Regions from separate parts of the Anas platyrhynchos genome. Here region 2 is linked to region 1. The links are chromatin contacts, called in public Hi-C maps. All regions are on one chromosome and are shown on one strand. The core of a region is the stretch at or near the end of the contact, and the rest is flanking DNA. Distances in the headings are between cores, read along the strand shown.

Region 1 (5,439 bases), core at 834-3,333:
TTCCTACAGCTGACCTGCATTTAAAGGTCTGCAAACAATCAGCAGCCTTCAAGGCACAAAATTTCCGCAAAGGGTAAAGCGGAAATCAGATTTTTAAAATGGGGTTTCCACAGAATGCATACTTCACCAAAAATACGACAGGAAGGCAGAACGAAACACCTACACGGGGTTGACAGCACGCATCAAATTTCCTGTGGAGAGCAAAAGCGGGGATGCTGTAGATGGAAGAATGGCCATCAACTGCAGCCTGCAGCAGCTGGGAGTTAGATAAGTTCAAATATGAAAGTATAATTATCAGGGACCTCTTTTTTGACACCCATGGTTCACAGCAACACCTTACAAGCCAGAAGCCATTTGTGTTACACAGCAGTATCGAAAGAAGCAGCTGCAAAAACAGAAGAGAAGGGATGTTAGCACAGGGTGCCACACCTGTGCTCAGGAAGCCTTGAACACCTCTGTGCAGGTAAGCACTCTGTGCACCCACACAGCAGTGAGCATGCTACGTCCCCAACAGGTCAGATTTACCTCTTGTGCACAGGGCAAGCGTGCAGTGCAGGAGCCCTCAGGCTGCGTTTGACACTCCACTTGTTACCTGCCAGAGCTACCCATTGCTCGTCCTACCCCCAAGCTGCAAGGTGAGCTCCTCACGGGACCTTCGCGGGATGCTCTGCTTCGCCCACAGTCCCTGGGAAGGGCAGTGACCAACGAGAGCTCGCTTCTACTGGCATAGTTTGCCCAGAAGGTAGCTCTACACACCTAAGACATGCAGGGAGAGAAGGTGGCCAGAAGTAGATAACAGACACTACACTGGGGCCAAGCAGCCTACCGTTAGCATCTCTTTCCCAAACACGCATTGGGAACCAGGTGTACCACCAGACGTGTATTGTGCAGTCCATTTAACACCATACACGTGTGTTAGCAGTCAAAACACACATGGGACACCCATGGGATGGGGGAACAGCCAGTTTCCAGCTGCCTGCTGCCAGCAGAGCACCCCTGGTTTGGCAGCTACGCTGCTGACCCAGCACCTCCCGCAAACACTCACGGTGTGACGGAGCTGATCTACTCGTGGCCACGCTCGGGGTTTCCAGACAACTGCTGCTGAAGCTAAACCAACTGCAACCTGCAGCAGACCCGTCTGAGTTGGATCTGTGAAGAGACTTTCCAAAGGAAAAGACAATGTGCTGAGGGAAAGGCAAAGTTCACGCAGGTCCCACCACAAACAGGCCTCCACGCTGCTCTGCGTCCTCCAGCGCACGGGCACTGTGGCGTGGGGCAGCACGGACAGGCAAAATGAAGTTTTTTCTCTCGTGTGCTTTGAAGTATGTGCAATAAACATCTAAAATAGCTTCTGTAAGCTACGCATCTACAGCTTTTTTATGTCGATACAATAATATCAATTCCTGTTTGTATTTAGAGCAGAAAACTTTGCACAGCTCTATCACTGTAACCACTTTGTCATTTATTTTGGTTATCTTGAAATATTCTGCTTTTAAAAAAACAGCTGTAGAGTTATATACATGGAATATACGTTTTAACAGTTCTGTTGTTGCGTATTGTTTAGAAGGATTTCTACTGGTGCTTGACACTGATAAGAGATGGCACGAAACATAACCAATCCACAGGAATTGTTATGAAGCCCACTCTCATCTAAGGAAGAGTAGAAATGGTTTTCCCTGCAAAAAGGCAATTCACTGGTACACTCCTTGGGATCACACGCAGCTTATTTCATGGATGTTCTTCTGTACATACAAAATTCTCCTTATCTTAGGGAAACCGCTGTGACAACTGAACAGCTCAAATGAATTAAATGGGTTAGCATTGAAAAAAATAAATCATGAATTCCTTTCAAATAAAAGGACAGAGATGAGTCTACCAACTCCACCTACCACTTATTTCCAACTCAAAAATCACACACAAAGCCTGTAAGAATCTCTGCTATTAGCGTGTGGCTACCCCAAACTTCTCCCAGCCAACGATGAAAATTACAGAATCTTAAACAACTGTGGAAACATTTGCCTGAGATGACGCACAGAACTGGCAGAGTTACCAGCTAACCAACGCCAAGCCTCTTTTTGCAATCAGGCACGGTCCAAGCGTGGTTTACCATCATCTGCCAGCACTTAGCCTGAGCCCACACGTTCACTAGGAGTGGGAGCCCAGTTGTCAGACTACTGCCAACTTCACTGCAAAAGAAACAACACAAAAGCTCACAGTATTGAATTAATCCTGTTAACTATAGGTGATAATTTTTCACATTATAAAGCTTTATCTTGCTTATAAGTATGGTTTCATGGAAACATGACATGGGAAAAATGATGTTAATTTTTTTCCAGTCTTCAGACCTGTCAGGATCATAAGAACTACTTTCAAGTTCAGATTTAAGAATACAATTTTCTGTGGCAACAATGTTATTTGAAGCATGCTGTAACTTTTTCTTCCAATTAAAGTTTTAGGTAGTGTTTGCCAATCTTTAGGTATGCACGTGGTTTACTTGTTTCGAAATGACCATTGCAACTGTTGCAGCATCTCTTAATTTCTCACTGCATTAACATTTAATTCGCAGTAGCTGTTTTATATATATATATATATATATATATATATATATGTGGTATAAACAAGGCAGTGTTTTCCTCATTAAAGAAGAAACAGGAAACCAGATGCATTAAAGGAAAAAGATGCTCTTAAGCCATTTCCATCTATTCTCTCTGCTACATTCTGACACAAGTTAGCTCACCACGAGGAAACCATCCAGATGCCCCATGAACTGGAACAAAACCAGGTTCATCCTATCAGGCCCACAACACGACCAGAGTCAATAAACAGACAGAAAGCTTCTGAAACCTTCTGAAGCCTTTCTTACTGTATCATCTCCCACAGGAGACGGGCTTTAAGAAATGCATTTCTATGCACACATATGGCCTTCATGCAGCCAGATTTGTACATCCTCCCAGCTCAACAAATGGGAACCCGTCGTGCATTATAAGCATTTTCTCTCTTTAACCTATTCCTAACCATTATTTACCTTGGGCTTTTAAATACAATTTTTATAAAGTATTAGAATGGTCGTGTCTGCTGAAAGACTAAAAGATCAGCTGTACATTGAAAGTAATGACATTTATGGTGAAATAGAAATTCTGCGTGGAAGTTTTTTTTGTTTGTTTGTTTGTTTTCTGAAATGCCATTAAAATCTGTTCCTTGGAAGTGTGTAGGAGAATGGGAGAATGCTCATCTTCGAAATGTTTGCATTGAACAGTGCACATTGCCTGGAGAAAAGAGCTTTCTTACATAACTCCGTGATGTTTGGCAACAAGCACAGACCAGATCCTTCTTGAAGATTTCCTCCAGAAACCCACACACGTCACACCACAGATTAACAATGCACCTTCCCTGAGGTTTGCAGATCTACACCACCTTTTCTACTGCTGTAAATCACAGCCTGCCGTGAAGGAGTATCTCAGTAAAGTAAATGCTTTACATATGGTTTACAACTGGAAGGGGAACGGCACATGAGAGGATTTCTAATTCGGGGAGCAAAGCCTGATAGGAAACCAACAGGTAGATGCTGGGTTCAGTCACATTCAGCCTCTAAAGGAAGTGAAGAGTTTTAATTCTGACAGTCAGTAATCCTGGAACAGCTTTTAAGGGCTGTAATACATTTTGAATTGAAGCTCAACGTAAAAGAAATCTTATTTTCTAACATAAACTCTAATTCAGAATTTAGCAGGGTAGAAGGTCTCCACTTGTCTGTTATGAGCATAAGAAAACTGCCTACAAACAGATTTTTTTTTTAAGCCCAGTAGCTACTCCTGCGTGATCAGTCCTCAAAATGAACTCAGGAGTTAGCTGTAGGCTGTCCTTACTTTCTTAGTGCCAGCTGTTCTCTATACTCCCTCCACCAGCCTACCTAGAAGACACAGAGAGCTGCTCTACGTTCATCATTTAAAGCAAAGTTCATTTTGTTTTCTGTTCGTGGCAATGACAGTTTTAAAGCAGGATTACGATAAATGGCTTTTTTTTCAGTTCTCTAAAAAACACATTTCCATCAGCATACATGCTTACCTACGAACAGTGAAATACCACAAATATTACCCACTAACAGGAAAAGACAAACAGAAGAATTTTATTGAGGATTTTGTGGTGTTATTTTAATTCACCAGCTTCCTCTGGGAAAAAATAAAAATAAAAAAACAACAAACTCTTGTGCCTCCTGTTCTCTCTCTTTCCTAGGTATGTATTTCACTTAGGATGGTAAGTTTATTTATTTTCTCAGAAATAATACCATCACGGTTCCCAGGTGTGCACAGACTGCATAGTTTTGAAAAGAAAATTACTAAATACTACAAAATATCTTTGGAAAATTATTATAATTATGATGAGGTTTCTTCAAAAAAAAAAAAAGGTTATATTGTGTCAAAACAACATTCTCCTTTCCTCACCTCTTCTGTCCTCCCTCCTGGTTAGGGCTGTAAGGTCCAGGCAGAAAGGTGGCGGGTAGCAGCAGAGGACACCTGGAGGAGCCCAAAGGCTCCAGCTCTTGCCCACGTTTTATTTTTCTGTTTCATGGGGTCCTACTGACAACCCCCTCCTCTCCCCTGAGGGAATCTGACCAGCCACGTTTCAAGGCCCATCACCACAACCCCAAACCATCCCAGAGAAGTGTGTGTCAGAGCCACGGAGCTCCTCTCTGCCCATCAGTACCGTCCTGCTCCCTGCGGTCCCCCCTTGCAACTGGGAGAGGGAGAAGCAGAGAAAAGCTTCAAGGAGCTTTAAGGTCAGCTTTAAGGGCTGACCAGGAGCTGACAGCCCAGCTGAGGATGCGAGGATCCTGTCTGGATCCCGTGACACAGACTGATCCACATACAAAATCTGGATATGAAAGTAACAGGAGCAAGACAAACGCTTTTAGGTGAAACTTCAACCTAAAGCGTTACAAGCTCAAAAACCTGCCAAGCTGCCGCACCGTTTCATGAAAGCAGCCAATAAGTTAAATGATGTTTGTGCTCCCCCTATTGGCTCTGCCCTCAGAGCATGGCTCAGCATCAATTCCCGTGTGCCTTTTAACTGTGAAGATATTTTGCAGTCATAACCACAATAATACACATATTATACGCATACAGGACTTCATCTGTTCCAAACACGCAGCTTTGCCTGCAGACAAAAAGGAAACACTGCATTTCGGCACTGCTGGAGTGACGAAGCACCTGTAAGACGAACCTGGAACAATGTCATTTTGTCAGAGGAACCCCTAAGAATTAATATAAATTACCTTCAACTTTTTAAGTTAATAATAATCCAGGTCACCATTAAGAGCACAACTGAACCCTGAGAACCTCTGAATTTGTCAGTCTTTCCTTCAATGCAGAGGAAGAAACAAAATTTGAACGCAACTGTTTGAAAATGGCCTAATATATCTTCAGACTGGAGGAAACAAGTATT
Region 2 (5,439 bases), core at 1,735-4,234, 110 kb before region 1:
CCCCTGACACGTTTTTTCTAGCACCTTGGATTTGGTGAGGGAAAGACAACAAATTCATCTGTGCTATCTAGTTGCCCTTTCTAGGTAATCTGCTCCATGAATCCAGAGGAGGGACAACTTACAATATCCGTCTCTATTCTAGGAATAGGTATAAGGCGAGCATTTTAGCCTTTCTATATTTGCAGAAGTGAAGTACTCAAGCATTGACCTCTCTATGATCCATGGCAGATTTCCTAGCGACTGAGGTTCTACATCAGGTGACAGGGAGTTAACTTCTCTGTAGTCATGACTAACACAGATTTCTTACTTTTAAAATTTTAATCTGTAAAAAGAAATACATTTTCTAGTTTCCTATGTATTGTACCTCTCCATGGTAAGATGACATATCTTGTGGATCAGGGCACTTATTTTAGATACTCAATGCATCGAGGGCGCCTTCTGCTGTTCCAGTTTGCTTAGTGTTCTGTGATTCATTATTCTAACAATAGCTATTTAGAAATGTGACAGTTTTTCACCAAAACCCACAAATTGTAAAAATCAGGAAGATTATGTGAGGAATTCATGAATAGAAAGACTGGACCATCTGCTGGTATTGCTGCGGTAGCACAAAGGCATTCGTACCAGCAGGGTGTAGCCAATTATCTTTCGCTAACTACAAAACTAGCAGAATAATTCAGCAGTTTTCTTATGTTCTTGGGGACATGTGAAAGTAGTAAGGGTGTGCTCTGCAACTGCACTTCTCCAGGAGCCTTATCAGAAGGGGGAAATCATAGCTGCAGCCATGAGAATCTACATCTGTATGTTCGCTCTTCTGAGAGCACAATGAAAGGAAATGGTTATTCAACCTCCACCATCTATTTTTAATTTAAAATTAAGGAAAAGGAGATAGCCTTATACCTAACAGAGAGGAAAAGGATCCAGGAGGGCTTGGTTTTATTCACAGATCTGCCACGTCTCTGCATCGTCTTGGGCATGACTTACCTTCTGTGTGGCTGCATTTCCCAGTCTGTATATAAGGGAATAAAGATATTTGACCTACCTCACAGGGGTGCTATAGGACCAAGTTACTTTAAAACGTTTTGGGATCTTTAGAAGAAAGGAGTTTAAGAAGTACACAACAGTGCTGTAAAAGCATGTATATATTCATTGTATTTGAAAATGGGGTTTACAGAAGACTGATGAATATTTTGCTTGTGGGCACATAAGATGAATTTGATTTGAATGTCATTCTGCTGAAGAAGTCTGTCTAAAGTGAAAATGTAGGTCTTCATGTTTGAAAAATGCAACTTTCCTATTTCCCTTTAAAAAAGAAAAATCTGTACTCTGGAGATTAGAAAGGCCACAGTTCAACCAAGCAGGATGAATTTCTGCTGAGGTAACATCCATCTTTTATAGTCCTGTTCTGCTGTAATATAGAAGGGACTTCCCTGAAGCAGACTGGGAAAACTACATGTACAAATATACGTGAAGTGACAAATGCCAAAATGCTACTGAACAGCAGATGTATGTTTTATCTTACTCTTGCTGTGGGTGAGGAGAAGAGTTGATTTCTGTCCCATTGTGTTTAGGCTGCCTGCTAGGCTCCCACTGCAGCTGAGGGAAGGGTCTTGTGGAACCATGCCCCCAGACATTCCAGAATCTTCAATTAAGATTTCCTGGTTTTAAAATCATAACAATTATAGGTAGTTTTTTTTTTTTTTTCATTGCCTTTTTTTTTTTTTTTTAATCTTTTTTAGCATCCATAGAATCATAGAACTATAGAATATCCTAAGTTGGAAGGGACCCACAAGGATCATCGAGTCCAACTCCTTTGAATCCTCCTTCATCTTCCCAAGATTTTTCTTTTTTCTTTTAAAGCTCTGAGGATTCCCACAGAGAAATATCAGTACATTTTCTGGAGTTGTTAAGGAAAGTCTAAATACTACATGATTCACAGAAAAGAAAGCAAAACAAAAAACACCCCCACACAAGAATGATCACCTGATACTTCAGGGAGAGGTTTGCAGGGTGGAAACCCATGTGGGAAGCATATGGTTGGGTGAGGCCCTTGTGCACAGTGGGCCAGCAAACGTCCTTGGGTCAAGCCCAGGGAGAGCTTCCACCTGAGGCAGGTTTCATACCTTCTCCAGGAGCAGGGGCTTTGGTCACAATCACCACGGCTCTCTCAGGTGCTTGGAGGCACACTGGCGGGCACATGTCATCTCAGTGTTTTTGCTACCTTTTATACCAATTAAATACCTTTCTCTGAACATTAGTCCCCATGTTGGTCTTGAGACCTTTGAGGATGGTGTGTGTGTTTGTTCCATGTTTACAGTTCCTTCTTTTTGGTTTATTTCATTATTAGTATTTATTTTCAAGCCAAATGTTTGTAGTCCTTCCGCCTACCCCTCTTCATTTTTCTGACACTAACTTGTAGATGTTTGTTGGAGTCTTCTCAGAAAGAGCTGGGCAGAAGGCATGTCCTGGGCAGTTCACCGGACTGGGAGTTTTTACATACAGGAGTTTGCAAACCATGGGGTGTCTGCGTCGTGCCATCCAGAGCTGTTTTTGTAGTCTATTTTAAAAGGCTCTGTTGTACGGAAATAAGATACGAATGTTTGGGTGTGCACTCTGCACCCAGCCACCATCCCCCATGTTACTTGCACAGGGGGAGTTTCACATGCAGAGTGGGGCTGCTTCACTTTCTGCTCTCCCATTAAGAAAGGTGTGAACTTCAATTACCACCAGTGTGCTGAGCGATGGACCTCAAAGGAAGACAGTAGTATAGCTTTACAAGTAACTGTGTTGACTGAAAAGCTGAGGTCTAGTGAAGGAAAGCATTACTTCTACCTGCTTGTTTCCTGCAGTTCAAGACCTCAGTACACACCAGCAGAGGTTCAGCTATCTAACTGGCAGCTACTCTCCGTGTTGCATTAGGACATCACTAGTTCTGTGTAGATCCTTGCCTGAACAGACTGAAACCCTGATATACTGCTGGCACTGAGCAGCCCTTAGCAAGACTGATGTAATTTTCTGCTACTGGATGAAAACCTTCACTGGGAGACAGACCTTGTCCTTGTTCCAGCTATAAACTTTCAAAACAACACAACAAAAGACCAAGCAATTGAAAATTTTGCACCACTGTGTCATATGAAAAAGTTTCAATGTATAGTGTAGAGATTGCTAACTTGTGCTATTAACATTTTGACAAGCGTGTAGTATTGTTTTCTTTTCTTTTTTTTTTTTTTTTAAACCATTTAGTATTCCTAAGCTAGCTACAAATATAAATTTTACCCCATGGGTAGGATTTTACTGTTAAATGCCATAATAAAGCACACTAATCTTGACACCGCAGATGGGAACATGAACCAAAAACAAAACCAAGCAAACAGAATCCCAACCCCAAATCCTGCATCAGAAAGCTGAACAAACCTTTCTTCATTTTGATATTTGCATGCTCCTATATGGACTGGCTGTGGCAATGTAATGCCTGTATAATGTTTTCAAATAAAAAAATAAATGCTTTATGAAAGCAGGGTTATTATTTTATTTGTCTGCTTCCTTACTGGTTTCTTAGCCTCAAATGATTTTTTCTGAAGTGTAAATCTTGACTGCAGGGCATAATTGTTTGGTATGTTGAGGACTTCTTTCCCTTGAGAAGTAGTTAAGGTACAACTCCTTCCAAGGGTGTAATTCAGGTGCTAAACATGTGCCATCAGACATCCTCAGGTATTCTACCTGGCCCCCAGGTGCTGGTCCTGAAGCATACATGGTCTCCTCTGTCTCTGCAATGCTGCTGTGGCTACCTCTAATATCCTGACATTAGTCACCCTCATTTAGACATAGAAGTGCTCCACTGCTGTCCTCTTGACATGGTTAATCATGCTAGAATTAATATGGGGCAATATACTCGTGTGTGTGATGCTGGAGAGCTGTGGTTACTGAGCATCTGCAGCCACCTCACCCAGCCTTTCAACCTCAGCCTCTCTGCCCTGCACAGTACTGCTCCCTGGAGAGTCATGGAACAAGGAAAGAAAGGATGGAGACAAAATAGAGGGGGAAGAGGTGTGCCAGGAGGAGCAGAACTGGGGAAAGAAATAAAACAAGACTGGATCATTTGAAGTCTGTCTGGGAAGAAGGAAAAGAAAGAGTGTAAGTATGTGAGAGCAAAGGATTTTGTGAACATGTACTGACCTCTAAAAGTATTTGTCAGCATGTGCATCTGTCCATCCAGCTTTGCCTGATGTCTCCACAGAAACTTCGCGTCAGTATTTCTCACATACTTCTTTGCCAAAGAGTAGAAAAGGGAATGGAAGGTGGTGGTCTCGTATCCAGCCTCCCTCTGCACCATGACTGGATGGAGTCCCACACACTGCAAAGCCAGCAGTGCTGCAGCAATATGCTGGTTTATGTCTCTTTTTGCAGTGTGAATGTCTCCTAAGTCATCAAAAGCTCCAGAAGTGGAGTTACTGTGCATGGCTTTACCATGTTAACAGTTGATTTGTATTTTCCTCCAAATCTGCTCAAAAACCTGTCAAGCTTTAGAAAAAAAAAATAATAATAATAAAATAAAATCCTTTTATTGTCTGGCTAGAATTTAGCCTGGGTGCTTGAGTCATACCAACAGTAATTGCTTGAAATAACTCTTTCAATTGATTATGAATAGGTATAAATAGATGTTTATTTACTTAACAACAAATGTTCCACACTGAAGGACACACATTCACCTTAAAACTACCAGTCCTCTTTTGGCTTTGTTTGTTTAGAGCTAGCTCTCCAAAACACTGGAAATACTGCCTGCTTAACAGCAATATGCTATAGCATATGATTCAGGAAGCAATATTTTTTACAGGTATAAGAGTTATTCTAAGACTGCTCCTCAATTTAAGACAAAATGTATGCAGAAACTCTGCAAAAGGGCACACTTCTGTTTGTGCAGCCACTGACCTGTTGCCACAGCAATTGCAAAGTGGGTACCACATGCTAACAACACAGCGGTAATGATGACATTGGAGTAAGAGCATTGGAAATGTCATCCTCCTGCTCCAGCCTGAAGTGCAAGGTAAGTTAATAATAAGTACCACTGCACTTATTAATAAAAAAGTCAGCTGTGTGGAGGAAGGCCTTTCCATAGGGCTGGGAATTGACTGATTAGCCTTGGAAAACACCACGGTTGGTCCGTGGCCCCGTGAGGTCTCTCTGTTGGGTACAGGGAGGTGTTGCTGATCTCACCACAGTTTCCCTTAGGCAAGTAAGAGCTCCTGATGCTGTAAAGCAATGAGAGGGAGGAAGCAAAATTTGGCTACAAGTAAATTATGAGGTTCAGAATGGAAAGTCAGTGCTCTGTGCAGACCTTCTGTTTTAAAAGAATAAATTTGACATTGTTTGGCAGCATTTTGTTGTTGTTGTTATCCTAGAAGTTCCATTTTTTATTCAAAATTATTAAAGGAGTTCATCTGG

What was found. A called contact is a pair of places that touch in the nucleus more often than the background predicts.
Region 2: a Hi-C map of skeletal muscle shows a contact between it and region 1, with 3 times the contacts expected there. The contact joins two enhancer-like sites. A contact is called at or near these places in 2 of 8 Hi-C or Micro-C datasets (skeletal muscle and subcutaneous adipose tissue).

What each region holds. Positions count from the first base shown.
Region 1 is chr3:68,968,590-68,974,028 of IASCAAS_PekinDuck_T2T, reverse strand. The region is part of intron 3 of CEP85L (centrosomal protein 85 like); the gene reads right to left. Among named protein-coding and RNA genes, the nearest start is that of PLN, 15 kb to the left of the region's middle. Within about 2 kb of position 2,083, at least 2 of the 8 cell types and tissues checked have an H3K27ac peak or open chromatin away from gene starts, as enhancers often do.
Region 2 is chr3:69,077,051-69,082,489 of IASCAAS_PekinDuck_T2T, reverse strand. SLC35F1 (solute carrier family 35 member F1) reads left to right here. Exons shown (of 9, transcript XM_038177344.2): 9 at 1-3,515. Among named protein-coding and RNA genes, the nearest start is that of PLN, 94 kb to the right of the region's middle. Within about 2 kb of position 2,984, at least 1 of the 8 cell types and tissues checked has an H3K27ac peak or open chromatin away from gene starts, as enhancers often do.